3 separate regions of the Mus musculus genome follow, and regions 1 and 3 are each linked to region 2. The links are chromatin contacts, called in public Hi-C and HiChIP or PLAC-seq maps. All regions are on one chromosome and are shown on one strand. The core of a region is the stretch at or near the end of the contact, and the rest is flanking DNA. Distances in the headings are between cores, read along the strand shown. Region 1 overlaps Gm29676 (a long non-coding RNA gene). Region 2 overlaps Gm34276 (a long non-coding RNA gene). Region 3 overlaps Jarid2 (jumonji, AT rich interactive domain 2).

The links. A called contact is a pair of places that touch in the nucleus more often than the background predicts. HiChIP or PLAC-seq counts read pairs in DNA pulled down with a chosen protein or histone mark.
Region 1: a contact with region 2 is called in a BATF HiChIP or PLAC-seq map of CD8 T cells, with 8 read pairs. The contact joins two enhancer-like sites. A contact is called at or near these places in 2 of 484 Hi-C or Micro-C datasets (cortical neurons and muscle stem cells) and 2 of 115 datasets of contacts at active chromatin or transcription factors (CD8 T cells and bone marrow-derived macrophages).
Region 3: a contact with region 2 is called in a Hi-C map of B cells, with 1.6 times the contacts expected there. The contact joins two enhancer-like sites. A contact is called at or near these places in 3 of 484 Hi-C or Micro-C datasets (B cells, macrophages and nephron progenitors), 3 of 115 datasets of contacts at active chromatin or transcription factors (bone marrow-derived macrophages and embryonic stem cells) and 1 of 9 other capture datasets (embryonic stem cells).

Annotation. Positions count from the first base shown.
Region 1 is chr13:44,247,479-44,251,691 of GRCm38.p6, forward strand. Gm29676 (a long non-coding RNA gene) reads right to left here. Exons shown (of 2, transcript XR_382289.1): 2 at 2,614-3,554. Among named protein-coding and RNA genes, the nearest start is that of Gm29676, 11 kb to the right of the region's middle. Within about 2 kb of position 1,838, at least 31 of the 459 cell types and tissues checked have an H3K27ac peak or open chromatin away from gene starts, as enhancers often do. A contact at or near this core is called in CD8 T cells, where this site is marked.
Region 2 is chr13:44,540,188-44,544,336 of GRCm38.p6, forward strand. All of the region lies in intron 3 of Gm34276 (a long non-coding RNA gene), which reads right to left. Among named protein-coding and RNA genes, the nearest start is that of Gm34276, 26 kb to the right of the region's middle. Within about 2 kb of position 1,299, at least 53 of the 459 cell types and tissues checked have an H3K27ac peak or open chromatin away from gene starts, as enhancers often do. A contact at or near this core is called in B cells and CD8 T cells, where this site is marked.
Region 3 is chr13:44,807,104-44,810,883 of GRCm38.p6, forward strand. All of the region lies in intron 1 of Jarid2 (jumonji, AT rich interactive domain 2), which reads left to right. Among named protein-coding and RNA genes, the nearest start is that of Jarid2, 78 kb to the left of the region's middle. Within about 2 kb of position 1,453, at least 24 of the 459 cell types and tissues checked have an H3K27ac peak or open chromatin away from gene starts, as enhancers often do. A contact at or near this core is called in B cells, where this site is marked.

The DNA of each region.
Region 1 (4,213 bases), core at 588-3,087, 290 kb before region 2:
GTGGTTTAGGATGGGGTTTATGCAGCTAATGGAGAGAAGCCAATGGTGATATTAACTACCCTACCCAGGGCAGCTCTCCATACGATAAATCCCATGATCTAAAAAGTCAACATCAGCAGTTCTGGGGAAGAAAACACTAGTTTTTAAAGTCTACCCATAATTCAAGAACTCAACCTCTATTAAAATTCATCAAATTCAGGTCATCTCTCTAAATCCCTTGGTCTGTGCATTTTCCTCCCTGGTTGACATGGGATGAGTGACTACATCCATGTGAACGGAAGAGCTGAATAATTTAGAAAGAGACTGAATAATCACTGTCATTTGCTGAGCGCTTCCGGCAATCTGGCCAAACACAGTTTTCAGAGCTTCTGTGTCTATTAGCACATTTTATCCGAATAAGAGCCCTAGGCGGGTCCACTGTGTTCCTTGTTTTACAGACAAGCAGTCTCGGGCCAAGAAAGGTTAAGGGGTGCAATCCCAAGTCGCAGAGCTAGGGTTGTACTCTAGAAAGTCTTATCAAGGGGTAGAAGAGACACACACGGTAGATCAGCAAAAAGCTGGCAGAGCATCGAGGTTCCCACACGGGATGCAAAGGAGAGAGGAGGTAGGTAGAAAGCCAGCTGGAGCAGGTCTGGTGGGTCAAGATGAGGACTGCAGCTTTTCCCTCCAGGTTCTTAATGTTGACTCTGCCATAGAGACTGCCGTTCTGAGTACCGGGCCTCTTGACATCAGGGCCCACTGCAGGCGGCCCGCTGTTTAATGCCTTCACACTGTGGCTCCATCATGGCCATATAAACCATGGCATAGAGAAGCATCCCCCCCCCCGCCCCCTTCCCCCACCCTGCTCACACTCCTTACATCCTGTGAACGGAGGCCTCATTTTGTGCAAAAAGCTGCAGACTCATGAAGGGGACAGAAAGCATGGGCTATATTTAAATCTGCCACAGCAATATGCTGACCAGTAAAGCTTGCTTATTAAGATCTTTCTGTGGGGTGAAGTACCACGGCATTTGTGTCAGCTGGTTTATGGCGGGGCCCTGCTTTCAAGATCAAGCTTCTGTTTGTCTTCTCTGCTGAGCTGACAGGAGGATGGTTTGGAGTTTACATCATGCCCCAAACATCTGTATTAGAGAGTCAGCAACGAAGAGCCGCAGCTCCAAATGGAGTTCCGAATGTGGAAAGCCCTTGTCTGTCAATAGATTAAGTTGCTATTTTTACCCAAAGAGAAAGCTAGAGGGAGGATAAACGAGTTAAGGACAGCAGAAACTGGCCTGCTGAGCTATTTTTTGCACACTCGAAAAGGGAAAGGGGGTGCGTTTTGTTTTCTTGTTAATGTTTGAAGGAAAAAAAATACTTAGAGATCTATCTCATCTCAAATTTAGATGCTCACAGACAAATTTACCCTCCTCCTTTCCCCTCACTTGAGTAAGACTCTGAGTTAGAAAGGATGGGTGCCCAGGAGTCGGCCTCTGGTTAAAATCCCAGGCCTTTTATACAGCTTCTTATTTAAAATCTGAGCTTCAAACTTTACCCAGATGGGACAGGTCTTTGGAGAAGGAACTACACTTACTGCCAGTACCCACAAAGGACAGTAAAAATGGTGACAGTAATAAGTAGTTGACACATATACTGCCCTATTAATCCCCACATTTTTTGTGGTTAATACTGATATGATCTACTCATTAAAAACCTTCCTGAAGACTAACATTTATATAGAAACTGACACAAAATTTTAAAGACATAATTCTGTGAATTGCACAAACTGGACACACCTCAGAAACCACCACTCAGAAGAAACCACTAGGATGTGGGTGGCCCTGTGATGTGGGATGAGTACTACAGAACCTTGTAGGGCTCATGGCGGGTTTAAGTCAGGGGCTCTGGTCCTGGAAACTCAGCTACCACTAAAGCCACCAGAAGCCAGTGGCTTCTGAACTTATTGGCTCCTGTCTGAGAAGGAAGAATTGTGGGCAAGGAGAAGCAGGGTGAACTCGTATTTATTAAAAGAAAAATGAGAAAGGGTTCCTAGAGTGGGAGGGGTTGAATGGATGCCTACTAGGGTTGAAGGATGAATACAACCATGCTGCTCTGACAGGCTGTGCGTGTGGTGTGCATGTGCGTGCGTGTGTGTGTGTGTGTGTGTGTGTGTGTGTGTGTGTGAGTGTGTGTGCACATGTGTGTGTGCATGTGTGTGTGTGCGCGCGCGTGTGTGTATACGGCAGGAACTGGATGTGGATTGAAGGTAATTTTTAATGGGATTGGTCACTTTTGAGCCCATGAAAGGCCAAGACAGTAAGGAGTCCAAACACCCTAAACCTATTCCCTTGGTTTAATCAGTCACTGACGTATTCGTGAGAGAGGTCGCGTGCTTTGTGACTAGATGATGATCTAGCCTTGGCCCTGCTCACCCTGTCTAAGGCAGTGGCTCTGATGCCCTGTCACTTTAATACAGACCCTCATGTTGTAGTAACCCCCAACCACAAGATTATTTTCACTGCTACTTCCTGACTGTAATCTTGCTAAGTATTATGAATCGTAATGTAAATCTCTATGTGTTCTGGTGGTCTTAGACGACCCCCGTGAAACGGTTGTTTGACTCCCAAAGGGGTCTCGACCCACAGGTTGAGACTCTCTGGTGTAAGAGAAGCCACACCAGAGATGCTCACCTGTCTCACAGCCACACCTCCATCCCCTCCCCCCCACATTAGGTAACCCCACCTCAGCTTATGACAACGCAGGTTTGGTTCCCACAGCTTTCACTTTGCACACACACTGGTGTACACTTTCACTCTGCACACATGCTGCTGTATATGTTCACTTTGCACACACACTGGTATACACTCTTACTTTACACACATGCTGGTGTACACTTTTACTTTGCACACGTGCTCGCATACACTTTCACCCTGCACACGTGCAGTGTACACTATGTATATACTCTCTTGTCTGACCTGTCACTCAGCGTTAGTGTGTGAGATTCACCTGTATTACTGTGCACAGCTGCACTTTGTATGTTGCAGATTTCTCGTCCCTCCCCCCAGCTCTAGAACTCCTGGTGCACGAATTTGTTGCCACCCCCCCCTACTTTAATGTGAGTAGGTTTTATGCTTCATTTAAGGATAAAGTTTCAAGTTTAAGGTTAAAGGTTCAGGTCAAAGGTTAAGAACACAGAGACAGAAAAGACTAAAATTAACTCCTATGAAGAGTAAACTTGGGCTTACAGCTCATGCTGGCCTGACTCCAAAGCCCAGGCATTGGGCACCATGCTGTCTTGTCTCAGAAAAGCCAGGTTTTCTGGGACCTCTTCCTGCTGTGTGATAAGGTCTTTTGGGTGAATAATTTGGGGATCTCTGGGAAGGGGACATTTGAACAGTGTGATGTGGGTTCTCATCTTCCCATTCCTGTAGAATGACTGCCCTCGGGCATCTCTCTTGGCATCGAGTCCATCTGGCAGATCTTCCATTCTCTGTTACGTTGATTGCCTCTTCCAATAGGCCTGTCAGGGTCGCCAGCACTGAGGAGCCAAAGCTGGAGAGGCACACCGCACCTGAGACCTAGAGAGACACGGAGCACAGCGCATATGCTTAGAGCCTCAGCTGTGGCGAAGGTGAATGTGTCAATGGATTCACAAGTGACAGACTAGGGTGCATATTCCCAGTTATTTATGCATGCACACATTCATGTTGTTGGCTCGGCTGTTTTCCCTGTTCACATTTCTCCCATGAATAGTCTATGATGCTATTAACAGAGCCTTAGAATGACCATGTCCATGTCTGGTAGGCTACCTATCTCCTCATTGGCAATCACACTGTCTGCACATTTTCTAGAAAGAGAAGAAGAGGAAAGAATACATCAAAAGGATATTTATAGGTGCAGCAACTATTAGTGGTTGATCTGTTGCTAACCATCTGTCCTCGTCGACTAAATAGAAAGTCATCAGAGAGAGGATGTCAGCCCAGAACCCTGGGAGCCTATTGTAGGCATCCTTTTTGGCCCTCACAACCAGAAATAACCCGAGAGACCACTCACAGATAAAGACCCAAGAGACCACCTGTAGATGAACTATGGAGACCTTACAGAAGATTTCAGACCAGCTAGCTGCCCTGTGAATGGGCACAGAATTGGCCGAGGCCAAAGTCTGTGAGGTTATCTGGTGAGTTCACAGATGATTACAAAACAAATGCAGTTTTCTTGAATTAGTGAGCACAGCTTG
Region 2 (4,149 bases), core at 49-2,548:
ACACACATATACACATATATATGTGTGTGTGTATATATATATATATATATATATATATATACATACATACATATAGTTGTATTACTCTTCTTTAAGTGTCATCTTAGCCAGATGTGACAGTATAGATCTGTAATCTCAGTACTTAGAAGCTAAGGAAGAGGGGATCATTAGGCCCAGGCAAGCCAGACTTTTGTTTTCTGGGTGGGAGTATCATCTTATAAATCAATTCACAGAGTCGTAGTAAGTGCAAAGTAATAATATCATTGCCACAATCACCGCAATGCTCATAAAAGCAGAGAAGTTGATTTGCAGAGCCTTGACAGCCTTGGGTCCCCCAGCCTTCCTCAGCTGTGACATCGTCCCACAGCCTAGAAGTCAGGAGGGAAGTTCTCTGATGAGGGTCAGACAGAGCTTCTGCTTTCACGGTCCCTGGGGGGTGTCTCAGCACCCCAGAACTTAGAGGGGGAAAATATGAAAACAGCTAGTCTGATGCAACCCTTCTGATTGTAGGTCAAATGACCAGGACTTACACCAAGATGCACTTTCAAATGCTGCCAACCTTTATCAAAGCAACATTTCCTATTCAAAACTCTTAACAGAAAACCCCTGCTTAGGGACGCTTTTCACGTTTGTGTCTGGACCTCCCTGTAATCTCTATTTCTCGCTATTTTATTTATTATTAATGTGTGGGAAAGACAGAGTGACAGAAAGACAGAGGCAGGCAGACACCAGTGCAGAGGACAGAGGACAACTTTCAGGAGTTGGTTCTCTCCTTCTTCTACCTTGTATTCTGGTGATAAACTCACACTTTCAGGCTTTGTGCAAGGGCTTGTACCCCTAAGACCCCATTTTGACAGCCTGGGGAGATGACCTAGTCAGTACAGTGTTTGTCCCTCATGCCTGAGGACCTGAGTTTGATGCTCAGAATTCACATCGAACAACCAGGAATGAGGGAATGAATTTATAACCTCAGTCCTAGGGAGGTAGAGACAGGCGTCCTGGCTAGCCAGCCAAATCAGTAAGCCCATCTTACTAAACAGGGTGGATGGCATCCATTAAGAACAGCCATGCCCATATACAGGGCACATGCATGAGCACCACTAGGGTACCCACCTAGAACTGGCAGATGGAAGGGAGGGGCAAAGGAGAATGACTTCATCAGCCTGAGACTATTCCCTGCGATACCCAAATCAGACCAACAAGCCTCATTGTGCTTGACAGCAAGAAAGTTAGACCTGGCCAGCTCCCTACTACAGATCGCTTTGGGAATCCCCAGGGAATGCCCACATGCTGTACCAATCTGTCCCGCTGATCACTTGCCACCTCAACTGCCACCTGGCCCCATGCCACTGCCCAACCCTGGTTGTGCTCTGAAACCCGACTCTGCAGGCAGCTGCTGTACCCTGAGTTTCACCCCAGGCTGGCCACAAGCCGTTCCCTTAATTCCCCTTGGTGGCAGTTAATGGTAGACTGTCACATTTGAGATGTTACGAAAAGCCAAGGCACCACCAAAGATCACTACAACCCCGAGAACTAGAGCTGGGCGTGCCAGATGGCTGTCCTTTAGGTCCATGGGCCGTGCATAGAGGTTTTATTTCTCAGAGCTCAGTTCTCCTATCCTAACAAGTCCCAATGAATAAAGACAAAAAAATCTTTTCCTACACGGGGGGAGGGGGGGGGAATCACCAGCTTTCTAGAGCCCCCAGGTCTTGAACTATCTGTTTCAGGAAAGGATTAAACTTTACCATGGTTTAGCCAAAAGCCTTTAAAATTTTTTGTCTAGGCAAAATAAACACAGTGAAATATGGCCCCACACCAGAGAAATAGTAAGAACGTAAGAAGACATTGAAACAACTATTTGTTTTTGTTCTTGGTTTTTCTTTTTAAAGATTTATTTATTTATTATATGTAAGTACACTGTAGCTGTCTTCAGACACACCAGAAGAGGGAGTCATATCTTTTTACGGATGGTTGTGAGCTACCATGTGGTTGCTGGGATTTGAACTCGGGGCCTTCGGTAGAGTAGTCAGTGCTCTTAACCACTGAGCCATCTCACCAGCCCTCTTGTTCTTCTTTGTTGTTGTTGGTTTTTTGGGTTTTTTTTGTTGTTGTTGTTTGTTTTAGTTTTTCAAGACAGGGTTTCTCTGTATAGCCCTGGCTGTCCTGGAACTCACTTTGTAGACCAGGCTGGCCTCGAACTCAGAAATCCACCTGCCTCTGCCTCCCGAGTGCTGGGATTAAAGGCATGCGCCACCACGCCCGCCCAGCTGAAACAACTATTTAAGCTTGTTAAAGGGTGAGTTCTCATACTTTTAACCCTTCCTATTCCATGAAAGTCCTCTGGCCAATAACACACGGAAAGATAGTTAGCCTCACTAATGATTAGGAGAAGACAAATCGATACTCACGGAGATCTTTCCTCACACCCATCAGAAAATCTACTATGAGCACACGAGTGTGTGCACAGGCATAGGAAATTAGCATTGGTGAGGATATAGAGAAACTGGAGCCCTTACACACTGCTGGGGAGTGTGCTAAAGGTGCAAATGCAATGGAAAGCCATGTCATGGCTACCTAAAGTATCAGACATATAATTAACCGTACACTCTAGCAACGCCACTCCCGGGATCCAGTAAGCCTACTCGAAGGAATTGAAAGCCGGGTTGCAAAGACACATCTGGGCACTGACCACGTTCGTGGCAGTCCTTTACACAAAGGCCATGAGGCAGAAACAGTGTAGGTGTCCATCAGCAGGTGAGAGGATCAACAAAATGCAGTGGGCAAGTACATGGAATGGGACTTGACTTTTTTTTTAAGGGATGAAATTGAGGCTTGGGATGAAGTTAGTCAGTAAACTGCCTGTTTAGCATGACACCCTGGGCTCATTCCCAGCACTGTCTACAACCAGGTATGTAGGCCAGTAATCCCAGCACTTGAGAGGTAGAGTTAAAAGGATCAGCAATTCAAGGTCAGCTTTGGCTACCCGGGAAGGGCTAGACTCAGTGCACGAGGCCATGTGTCAAAAAGAAATTAAAAAGAAAGAAAGAAACTATACAAGTCCTTATTGTCTGATAGAACCTCAACTTTCTATTGGGTGAGAAACAGTCTCTACAGTTTCTGTTTCTGGTGCCACTCACCACTGGAAGTCACTGAGCCCTTAAGGACGGTGACTGAGACATGATTTGATGCTATCCGTTTTTCATACAAAGTAGGTCAGCATGGGAGCTTGGAGCATGTCATTGGACAGCACAAGGTCTCAACAGTCACAGACCCTGTGGACTTCCTGCAGCAGCACTGGTGGCGCGGGACATTTAAGCTGGTGGCCCCTTTAGGAACAAGCCCTTGCTACACAGACCTCCACTGTCACCTGGCTCAGCTGGATCTCAGCTCTTCTGCTTAAAGACAAAGCACTGTCATGTGCTCTACTCCCTTCTGCTCGACATCACCCTTGGAAGGCTTCTTAGTTTTATACCTGTAGCACATCCAGCCAGAGCGCCACCACCCTCGCCACTGTTCAAACACTCCCAAATACTTAGTGTCTAAGGACAAAATTGCAATCATTTAGCTCAAAGACTTTAATTGGCTTTGTGTATGAATGTGACTTTAGACTCAAGCAAGACTTCGTTCCATAAATAGAGTGTGTTCCAGCAAACCCTGGAGAGGACATCGGTTTCTAGATGAAGAAAGAATAGGGAAGCAAAACCCAACAAGCAGCAGCCAGGTATGGTGCTGCAAACTAGACAGTGGGAGGTAGAAGCAAGAGGAGCTGGAGTTCAAGACCAGTCTAGCCTGAATACCAGATCTGAGGCCAGCCTGGAGTTCATTAGACCATATCTCAAAATAATAAAATAAAACAGTACTTTCCATCTGGGCAGTGGTGGTGCACACCTTTAATCCCAGCACTCAGGAGGCAGAGGCAGGCGGGTCTCTGTGAGTTCAAGGCCAGACCAGTCTACAAAGTGAGTTCCAGGACAGCCAAGGCTGCACAGAGTAACCCTGACTCAAAAGGCAAAGAAATAAAAACCAACAAAGAGTACTTTCCCAATTAGTTTCCTTGACTGACAGTGTGACTCAGTGGTAGGGCACGAGTTTAGCTTGCAGGAGTCCCTGAATGCAAGTGCCAACACCAAACACACACACACACACAAA
Region 3 (3,780 bases), core at 203-2,702, 270 kb after region 2:
AATACTAATGGCAGTCAGCATTTAACTTTTTTTCTTTACTGTCTGCTGTCTTGTGGTTTTTCAACTAGTTATTCTTAATTGTCATGTATAGTAGAAATAATTAAATCCATGCTGCTCCTCCTCTTATGAATGTTTGCACCTCTTTTAAGTTTTCTTGGCTTTCTCACATTCTGGTTTCAATTATGCTGATGTGTCTCTGGTCTGTAGGGCAGATTAGTGGCTTTGGTGTGGCCTTGCTGCATTTCCCTCAGCTCTCCTGCAGTTGGTTGATGACCCACGTGTCATGTCCTCACTATCACCATAAGGCTTGCTTCACCTGGGCCCCGTGTATACCATAATAGACACACACAGCTGAGTGTCAAGTGCAGAGGGAGTCAGCTTAGCTTAATTAGAGCAGTGAAAATGGACTGTTTGCTTAAAGCTGTATTGTACTCTTTGTTATTTATTATACACCTAAACTTTTAGAAGGTGAACATTTAGGAATTAAGCAATAAGTAATAAAAAAATGAATGAAACGACCTTTTAGAAAGGGTCTCTTCACTGAACATGGAGACACCAATATAAGTAGAGTTAGGTGAACAGCAAGCCTGAGGGATCCCCCTGTTTCCAACTCCCTAACATTAAGATTGTAATGTGGTGACCAGCTTTTTATGTGAGGATTTGTGTGTCCTGACTCAGGGTCTCATGCTTGGTTGACGAACAATTTACTGATCAGAGTATTTCTTCAGCAACAAGTAAGTATTCTTAAATGGATTTTTGTAGTATACGGAGGCAAATCAATTGAAAACTGGCTAATTAAGACCACAAAACAGCATTTGTACAGAAGCAGAATTTTAAGTTAATAGTGTGTGCTTTAGGGATGGAAATATTTCCAGTGAGACAACGACCACTTCTTGTTCTTTTTTCTTCTTCTTCTCCTCTTCCTTTTTTCTTCTCCTCCTTCTTCCTCTTCTTTTTTCCTCCTATTTCCTTCCTTCCTTCCTTCCTTCCTCCCTCCTCCTCCCCCCCCCCCCCCCCCGATACAGGACTTCTCTGTGTAGCCTTGGCTGTCCTGGCACTCACTCTGTAGACTAGGCTGCTCTGAAACTCAAAAATCCGCCTGCCTCTGCCTCCCAAGTGCTGGGATTAAAGGCGTGCACTACCACTGCCCGGGTCCAGTGAGACTTCTTAACTTACAGCATAACTAATGTTCATGACTTTTGACCTTGAAGTTTATATTGATTTCTTAGCTATGCAGGATGTAATTCCTGTTTTAGGTCTTAGTTTCTACTCAAAGATGGGACTTCCTTTTGGTGTGGTGGTAGCTGCTAAAGAAAAAATGTTCCATTTGAAAGTGGAACTCTGTGGGCAGGTACATTTTTAGTGTTTCCATTTACTATCATAGTCACATTCTATGTTCCAGTTTATGCCTGTGTGAGAGAAGTGGGCCTAATTGGGTTAGTCCGAAAGAGTGGTTTCACTAAAGAGCTATTTCCATGTTGGAAAATTCCCATTTCTATTTAAAGGGTTGTTCATTCTGGATGTAGAGGACAAATTAAAGAGTACTGTTTTAGAAGTGTGGCTGGATTTTTTGGCATTGGCAGCCTGATAATTACAGTTTTTGCCCAAGAGCTTTGAATTCTGACTGTTTTGCTTGGAAGATCTTCTGAGGAAAAGCTGAAGGATAAGGGACCTGGGTACCAGGAAAGGGAGGATTAGGCTGTAGTGTTTTGGTAGTGCTTTGTTGAATAAATAGGATAGCTCTCCTGGGGATTCCCATCACCAGGCAAGAGAAATGGCACTGTCTTATTTTGTCTATTTGTTTTCATGGATACATCATCTTTTGTAAGTAAAAATATGAGTATTGTCTGTTCTCATCAATAATGAAGAAAATAGAGCATACCTCCAGCTAGTAATGGTAAGCAATAATGTCTGAAAACCAGACATTATTGTGAATAAATCAGTCATTTGTCCGTTTTACTCACACACAGCTACTTCTTCACACCTTCCTTCTACAAGGTGGCAAAATTCTGTTGGATCAGGTTAATGAAACAGGTGGCCTGGGTTATTTTTAGCCCTATCCTTCTCATGAACTGTTACTCTTTCTAGATTTCTCTTTCATGTGAAATGAATTGACATGTTAAATTTAGGTTTATAGTGTGATGTAGTGTTCTGTTACTAGAAGTACAAACCATTTATGTCACAAGCTTAGATGTTCTTGGTCAGGGCTGGGGAGATGGCTCTTTGCTTAAGTGCACAATCTGCTCTTCCATAGTTCAATTCCCAGCAACTGCATGGTGGTTTTATCTATACTGGGATCTGATGCCCTCTTCTGGCATGCAGGTGTACATATACACACAGGGCACTCATGCATTAAATAAAGAAATCTTTTAAAAATGTCTCTGATTTACAGATTTTTTTTTTTGTGGCCAAGCAATATTCCATATTAATTTGTGTCCATGCCCTCCCATCCCCCATATTGAATAACTTAGGAGTTCTGCCTGGAAGTTTCTCAGGCTTCTGCACTCTTGCTGTGTGGTCAGCTCATGTGTACATGTATACTTTCATGTAGTGTATCATGTGTACTCTTTTGGCACTGGTGGTTGCTTCTGTTGGTAGGTAAGAAAAGACACATCCTTATTTCTCTGCTCTCATGCTTCTTCAAGGCTGCCCAGGCTCATTTTTCTGATCATCGATGATTCTTGGCTCTCTCTTTAAACTCTGTTAGCTCCATTTCACACCTCTCATTAGCTTCTCATTCCTCAGTCCAGAGTAGATGCTCAGAACCATATAGCACTGAATTCTGTTCCTCCTCCTGCCATGCATACTTATTACTACGGATTCTTACTATCAGGAACGTTGAGATTAATAACTAATCATAATAAAACAGTAGTTATACTTTATTAGAATTAGTATGAACTACTTAGGATGCCTAGAGTGAAAATACTGTATAAAAGTATGATTAATTTATATATCATGGGCATACCTGCTCAATGGTGTAAGATTTCATCATTTTTCTAAGAATGATAATAAGGTATTTAGTTACATAATTTGCCATACGAGAAGTGTATTTTTGAGCTGGCAAATGAAAATGGTTTTGTCATTCTTGAAGTTGCTGCTTTAGTTTTCTTTCATGTGTACGTGGTGTTGTTGTTGTGCCAGAATGTATTTCTGTGCACCCAGTGCATGTATGTAGTGCCTGCAGGAGTTGTTAATTTTGGCAACTTTTACAATTAGTATCTATTTTTATTTCTAAAGAAAAACACTGTACTGAACTGGAGGATTTTAAATACTTCAAATATATATTGGGTTTCTCTAGGCTGTTTTTTTCTCTCTTTTTAAAAACAGTCCTAATCAACTCTGCCATCTTTCACATGTACAGAGTAAGTAGTAGCTCAGTAACTTGTACAAGGAAGAGCAGTTGCCCATATAAACTGTAGACTTTGCACACTTAAATACATCTTTCCCATTTCTTTAAGTCTTGTTTCTTGAACTCAGATAAATGTATTAATTAAATCATGCCAGCATTTTCTGAGATTTCTATAGGAGACTAGGAACTCTAAATGTCACATTATTGTGACATTGTCCTTCCTGCTTCCTGACAGTATGTTTTCATGTGGAGACACACATTGGATTCTGTTGTTGGTACCAATGCAGCAGAGAATGTATACATACATTGGGAGGTCGGAGTGAGATTCACAAAAGACATGTGCGGTCATCTCTTGGTGTAACCTCCTGTCTTGAATTTGTTCATTTGTTTGTCCCAATATATAGGGAGCAGAAAATCTGTGGTTTCCTATT